Regions from separate parts of the Zea mays genome. Here region 1 is linked to region 2. A link is a contact called in public Hi-C data. All regions are on one chromosome and are shown on one strand. Each heading gives the region's core, a stretch centred on a gene start, on an enhancer-like site or on the middle of the called end of the contact. The rest is flanking DNA. Distances are from core to core; before and after follow the strand shown. Region 1 holds the start of LOC541705 (pyruvate dehydrogenase 2). Region 2 holds the start of LOC100216744.

Region 1 (3,708 bases), core at 931-3,430, 270 kb after region 2:
TTAGTAGCTTTAACTTAGAAAAACTTCGTTCACACAGGCAGACATATGTTAGGATCCTATGAGGATTTATTCTTTGGTGCGACACTCGGTAGTTCTGCTTCAGCGCAGCGACATGGTAGAGAGGAAAGTAGTTGCTGTGCATTAACATATGTTATAGAAAATTATAAAACTACAATAAATCAGTTGATTTTTAGCCCTCAATTTTTTGACGCCCTGTGCGAGCACACGGCTCGCATGGCCTGGCCATCGTTGATTAGAACGTGTTTCTTCGGCTTTCATCTTCATGTCTAGGCCTAAGCAAAATAAATCAAAACCGAAGAACCGAATAACCGTTAGTAATTTTGGTTCCAAGTTTTAGAAAACAGAAATAACCGAGTTAATTTCGGTTCTAGACCACGGAAATTCGAAAGAACCGAAATATAATAGAAGCCCAAAAGACCAATAGAGTTTTATGCATATATCTTAATATAGCCGTCTCAAATACAATATTAATAAGCACACAACCTCTCCAAATCAATCCATGTATCACCAACCCCAACCCTCCATCTAGCCATTACACACTTTTGATAAACTCTAAAATTATGTTGTTTTGTTGTATTTTTGATTTTTTCGATCTTGCTTGGCCTTAATGCATATCCGTTCTAATTTTTCTGGGAACCGAATTTTCTAAAAAAAAAATAACTGGAGGCCTACTTCTACGGGCGTGGACGCGATAAAAGAAGGTCCGCTCCAAGTCCAACAGTGCCGGACCCGAAGGCCAGTTAATCTGGGCTCGTGCCCGGGCTTTACCCTAAGAGGCCTTGCACCGGCTGGCTGTAAGAGGGAGAGGAAAGGAGGCGCAAGTGGGCTGGTCTACGTGGGCTTAAAAGGCCGAGCGAGGAGGTTGGTGGGCTTCGTCAATTTTTGGTCCGAAAAAAAAAGAGGACTGGGCAAAAAAATGGAAGAGAAAGAAATAGAAGGATACGTGAATTTGGATTGAGCTTTCTGAGATATAGTTGTGCCCAACGACTGTTTTAGAATTCTCTAAATTTTATAAAGATAGTTTTCAAACCTGGTTTTCTGCCATTTTTGGATTATAGTTAGAAAGTACGTACACAATTTTTTGAATGTCAAAAGTATTCCTTTGAGAGACATTTTCGACACCAACTTTGTCGAAAAGCCAATTACTAGTAAAAAATAGTGTGCATCCATTTGATTGGATGAATAGAACAATCGGTCTGGCTCCGCCGCTGCGCTCCAATATTCAGCTCTTCTGCTCTTGACGTCTCTCAAGCAAATACACGGCCACTGCTTCTGCTGTAAACCAAGCAAATACACCTCTGAAAGTTGAAACCTATCTGGTCCCAATATTCGCTGACCGCAGCTGGTGCAGATAAGACATACAGTAAGTTAGTAACAGTGTTTCGTGAGAAACAGCCCGCGGCAGCGGCTGTAGAACAGTCTACCGAGCAGCAATGCAAAGCGCCGCCAGGTGCCGAACGGTTCGCCGACGTCGCAGTCCGAACGGTGAAGGATGGACGCGCGCACGCCAACGCTCCGTCGCTCCGGCGGCCCCTGCACGCCCCCAACGGACGGGGGGCAGCTGGCTTGGCTGGTGGCCTTCGGCCGCGGCGCTGGCCAGATGCCCGGTCCCCATCGACGTTCCTGTCCCTCCGATTTGTGCACCAGGGCCAGGAGACGTCATGTCATCTCAGCCAATGAGCCAAAATAAAGGATGACGGCAACCTGCAACTAGGTTTTCTGTCTCGTATTGACGATTACTACATTTTTTGTAAAAAATAAGTATGAATGTATTCGTCCCGCCACACACTTTATATTCCTGCGTAGGTAGTTTAGAAAAAAAGAGAGAGAGAATTCATATTTTCCCCATTTCTAAATTTTGTTTACGTTTTTTTTTCAACCGGTAGTTCATCAGGCCAGACCGACCAGCTGCGTGCGCATCCTGGCTCCCGGCTCCCGTGCGTGCCCAACCCCCATAAACTTGTTCGGTTTGAAGGGGTTTAAGACCTTGTTCGTTTGTACCGGATTGATGGGTCGGAACGGATCCTAACCGGATTGCTTTTCTAATTTATATAAACTTTGATTAGCTAGAACGATTCAGGTTGTTATCCGACGTAAACGAACAAGACCTAAATTTATATAGACACTAATCCCCCTCAATCCACTGCTAACCGAACAGGGCCTAACCATTCCCGGCTCCCGGCAGAGACGGCCGCTCGCCTCCAGAAGAGCAACCCAAGTCGCCGAGAGCGACTCCCACACGACCCACCTACCCCGCCGCCGCCGCCGCCGCATCCCCCTCGATCCCGTCTGGCGATCGGGGGCTCCCAGACACATCACAGATACACACCACGCTAAGCCAAATCGAGCAACGCCTATCATCATATTATAATTTCCCCTCATTCATCTCACAGTCCCAGGCCTCCCCTCCCTCCTCCCCGTCGCCAACCAACCTCCAACCCCCAGCCGATCGCGTCGGAGATGCTGGGCGTCGCGCGGAGGCGGCTCGGATCCGGATGCGTCAGTGCTCTCCCGCCACCGGGCTCCCCGCCCTCGCTTCGCTCTCACCGTGACCCGTTTCTCTCCCCGCAGGTGCTCGCCCAGCTGGCGCAGGCCCTCCGCCCCGCCGCCGCTCCCGCCAGGACCTACTCCGCCGCGGCCAAGGAGGTGAGCGCTACTCTCTCCTCGCGACTTCCGCGCGTCGCGTCGCGTCGCGTGTGCCGTGTCGCCGAATACGGGGACCGTTTCGTTGCCGGCTCCCGGCCTTTCCCGCCGCCGCCAATACGTTTGCCAGCGCTCCGGTAGATTGGCTCTTCGCTGCGACCCGTGTCGCGCCTCGCCGATTGTGCTGTTAGATGCTTTACTTTTCCTGCGACTGCGAAATTCTCTCCTCGCGACTAGATTTTCGAAACCTTTTTTTCTTTCCTTTTCTGAGATAGATTTAAATGGTGGTGGATACTGGTTGATGGTGACCGGTGCTCGTTGTCGACCTTGATCGGAAACAGATGGATGGCAGTAGCTGTACAGGGAAGCGGGTAGGTGAGGGGAATCTAAGTGGTTGGGTCGTAGGGCAGTTGTCTATCAGACTGATAGTAGATGATTAATTTGCTTGCGTTGGCAAACAAACTGCATTTGTGTACATTATGGGTTGTGCACTGGTGATACTGTTTACGTGTGTGAAGAGCACCTGACGTTAGACGGGGACTGTATGGTGCGGTACTCCGTACTCTACCTATGCTGGGGGAGTGAACAGTGTATGCTGGGTGAGCGAACAGTGTATGCTGACTAGATGCCAGGTACCAGGTGGTGGATGCTTCGTACCTGAAAAAAAGTTAACCAACTTTGAAATAACTGAACTGGCAGTAGTGTAATGAGTTGATTTTGGTGATTCAGTGGTTTATCCAGTGTGATCTCTGATTGTCTGGATTATAACTCGAGATCTCAGGGATAGTTGGTACAGTTATAGGGTGTTTGGTTTGAGAAATAAGCTAGTTCATCATTTTCTCACTTCACATTTTTTTGTTTGGTTTGTGGAATGGAATAAGTTGATCCATTACTACTTCATTCATCATAGTTAGCTAGCTAGTACTAACATGAGAAATAAGGTTATCCCACCAAATTTGAGGAATAGACTTGTCTTTGGATGTATTGATTTCTAAAATCAAACACCCCCTATTCGTTCTTCTAGGTGGCTTGGTTCTCTTCAGA
Region 2 (3,522 bases), core at 110-2,609:
CGATTCAGAGCGCGCTCGCGATGGGGAGGGCCGGACGGGAGGGAGGCAAAGATGGCAGGCGTCCGGTGCACGCTCGGAGGAGAACGGGGATGTCAGGTTGTGCGGGTGGGCATGGGTCCGGCGTCTACTTGCGGGAGCGGCAGCGCCGGAGACGGGATGTGTGGGGCGCGGATGGCGCAGAGTGGGTGGGGTGGAGGCGGGGGCATACACAGGTGTGGACGCCCACACTGCTGTCTTATAGAGTAGTAGTAGATAAACATATATATGACAATAGCATACATTGTAAAATAAGAAAATAAATATTTAAACCACTTCCATAATTCATAGTTTAATACTTCTATTTCATATCTCCATGTCTAATCTAGGCAACACTCTATCAATCCAAAATATTAATATGCAATGCAAGTATGCATCCACATGTGACATGCCCACATATCGACTTGCACATCAAATACAACAATCCATCGTAGGCTCATAATCTATAGACTTAAACACATCAATTTCCACTCTCTAGTTAAAAAGGTCACCAAGATATAATTTTAAAACTAGCATGAAAATAGACACAAAGACAAAATCTACTTGTCCTCCACTCTAGGTATCTAATGGTATACTCTCTTAAACCTGATAGGTAAACACCAACATCAAATGAATACCTCTTTAATTGAAATTCAATGTACAGTCCTACAATAAATAAGTAAAATGTTGAATAACTACTAGCTACTTGTCACCACACATTGTTTCAACGATGATTTGTTAGGGCTCGGGACTAAAGAGCCACAAGTTCGAAGACTCGCAGCGCAGTTGTTGTCACCGACCGTAGAATCACGGTCCGCAGACTCACTGTTTTGTAGGGTGAAAATTATTTGTCCATCTAGATGTCTTAGGGTTTTTTCTTGGGTTTTTTAAGCTGTATAGGCTATTGGGTTGTTGACTTAGCTCGTCTAACTCGCGAGCAGCTCAGGAGCTAGCTCGAGCCAGCTTGTTAACGAACCGAACTAAAACACTGGCTTAACTCATTACAGAATACAAACGAATCGAGTCGAGCCAGTGACGAACCGAGTCGAGCGAGATATAAGTTTCGAGTTTTTTGTCCAGCCTACTCCCGCCCGTGCCTCTCCTACTCGCGCACGCTGCCACCGCACGCCGCCGGCGTCCAGCCACTCAACTGTCAACTGCAGTTTGACTCCAGACGCTAGTAAGAATATTCTGTCGGTTCAAACAGAATATGCTTCCGGATAAACTCGCGCCGCGGCGGAACATTCTGCGAGCCGTCGCTCTCGTCGCCTGGCCCGCCCGGCGGCGGCGGTTGCGGGGTCTAAAAATGTTTCAAAAAAAAGAGTATTTTGGAACCAGCGCTGCCAAATCAGGAAACGGGCACGACGCGGGCGGGGCGGGGAGCCAAAATGGCGCTCCCGGGCCCGGCGGCGACCCGCGCGGCGGTGAGGCTCTGCCGGATCGCGGCGAGCGCTTCCTCGTATTTGCCGTCTGCGGCGGCCGACGGAAGGAGGGAGCTGGAGCTGCCGTTCGCGCTGGTGGCGGAGCGGGGGATGGTGGTGGGCGGCCACCGCGGGATGGGGATGAACGCGGTGGGGGCACCGCCCGGGGCGCGCTTCGGGGCCGCCAGGGAGCGGGAGAACACGCTGCTCTCCTTCGGCCGAGCCGCCGCACATGCTGCCGTCGCCTTCGTCGAGTTCGACGTCCAGGTGCGCCTTGCTGTCTCGTTTGGGACCTTGTTCGGATTTGGATTGGAGTTTGCAGTTACACCACCACAGCATTGCGATGCAAAAATGGTATTAAAAAATGTGGGCGGCTGGGCCCGACGCAATAATCGAAACGCGTGCTCCGGTGGATGCAACTTGCGTCTGCCACCGACCTCCATGACCATTCTCCCTCCTCCAGTTGGGACCTGGATGTGTAGTGTAGGGGTATCATATGGTTGCAGTGCTTTACTCGCATATGCTAAGGTTTGAGGTTTCTGGCTAGCCAAATAGTAGTAGAAGGAAGCAAATAAGCAACATGAGCTGACTGGATTGTGAAAATGATTAGTCTCCGTCCCGATCCGGGCATCCGGTAATGTGTGAGCATATTGCGACCTCTATTCGAGTCCTGGTACACATGCTTTTACAACAACGGTGGTGGTGGTGGACTAACTGTATACATGCTATTTTGCCATGAAAGCGTGAAAGAGTCACATTGTTCAGGTTTCTGATGCAGATTTACTGTCAAAATTATGAAATGTCAACCATATAAGTATAATCAAAGAGGTACAAGAGATGAATAGGTTCCTGAAAATCTGTAGATTTCTCTAGTTCATTCAAGAATCTCCTTCCACCCTAGAATTTCCAGATTCCTAGTACCCATCTACCATGGTGGATCGGATCATTTCCCCCCGACCCGACTCACCACTCCACTCCCATCCCGACGACACCTCCAAGCACCAAGCATCAGCTAGGGTTGCCACCGCCTCCATGCACCCGACTTCGGCGGCCGGCGACACGGTTCAGCCACCACTAAATCGTCGCACCTATTCCCCATCGATCCTTCTGCATTGCTCATCGCCCATCCATGTCGCCTGTCCCAATTCGACGTTGCCTCTTCAACACCTCCCTAGCCCCCACTTTGATGTTCGGTGACGGCGACACTCCATACCCATGGAAAACAATGACACACCATCTATTGCTTTAGCTACTGCTGCCGCCATGCGTGCTGCTCGTGTAGGACACCATGCACGCGCTGGAGCCGATGTGACTACAACCACGATACTTGGGCCTATCGCTGCGGATGTAGGACCTCTGTGGCACGGCAAACCGCAACCTCACTGATGATGGCCTGCTATCAAATCAGCTTGTCCGAAAGGCAGAGCGGTGTCCCTCCTGCTAGATTGCTATGTCGTCATGCTCTTATTCCTCATAGCTTACAACTAGAACCAGTTTTTTAGGAACATACAACTGAACCAAAAAGATCCTTAGTAGCACATCAGGTCATGGATTCACGGATTTGTTGGTCTAATCTTCAAAGATGCTCATAAGGGTGAGTGTGCATGTGTTGTGGATTTATACTCCCTCCGTCCAAAAACCTCCATTGTCTGAGCAAAATAAAAACTTCCAAGAATACACATCGTATAAGCTAGGGACCACACTTTCATCTCATCTCCGGCCACCCGCGACTCTTCGATCCGTCCCTCCCGTCACGGATACTTGCGTTGGGAAAACATAAACAATGCCAGGTAATTAAGTTTACAGCGACCATTAAATGGAAACCATGCAAACGGAGAGGCTTCCTTGGTCTCGGTGAGGGAGGCTCGGTGAGGGAGGCTCAGATGAAGATTTTTGGACGAAGGGAGTAGTTTGCAAAAAAAAATGTCGGGGTTTCAAGGTGTTCCTTATCAAATATGCAGATACCAGAGGTGTTTCTGTTTACATACATGTGGTACTTGGGTACTTACCACTGATCTGGTGGTCAGGAGCGGATCTAAACAAAACAACCATTGGTGTCATCTCCATTAAATTATAAAATCATCAA

What was found. A called contact is a pair of places that touch in the nucleus more often than the background predicts.
Region 1: a contact with region 2 is called in a Hi-C map of bundle sheath, with 2.3 times the contacts expected there. The contact joins the promoter of LOC541705 here to the promoter of LOC100216744 in region 2. A contact is called at or near these places in 3 of 25 Hi-C or Micro-C datasets (bundle sheath, endosperm and tassel).

What each region holds. Positions count from the first base shown.
Region 1 is chr1:199,724,672-199,728,379 of Zm-B73-REFERENCE-NAM-5.0, forward strand. LOC541705 (pyruvate dehydrogenase 2) reads left to right here and starts at 2,181. Exons shown (of 14, transcript NM_001111444.2): 1 at 2,181-2,520; 2 at 2,593-2,667. The coding sequence starts at 2,482.
Region 2 is chr1:199,460,302-199,463,823 of Zm-B73-REFERENCE-NAM-5.0, forward strand. It overlaps LOC100216744, which reads left to right and starts at 1,360. Exons shown (of 7, transcript NM_001157492.2): 1 at 1,360-1,703. The coding sequence starts at 1,404.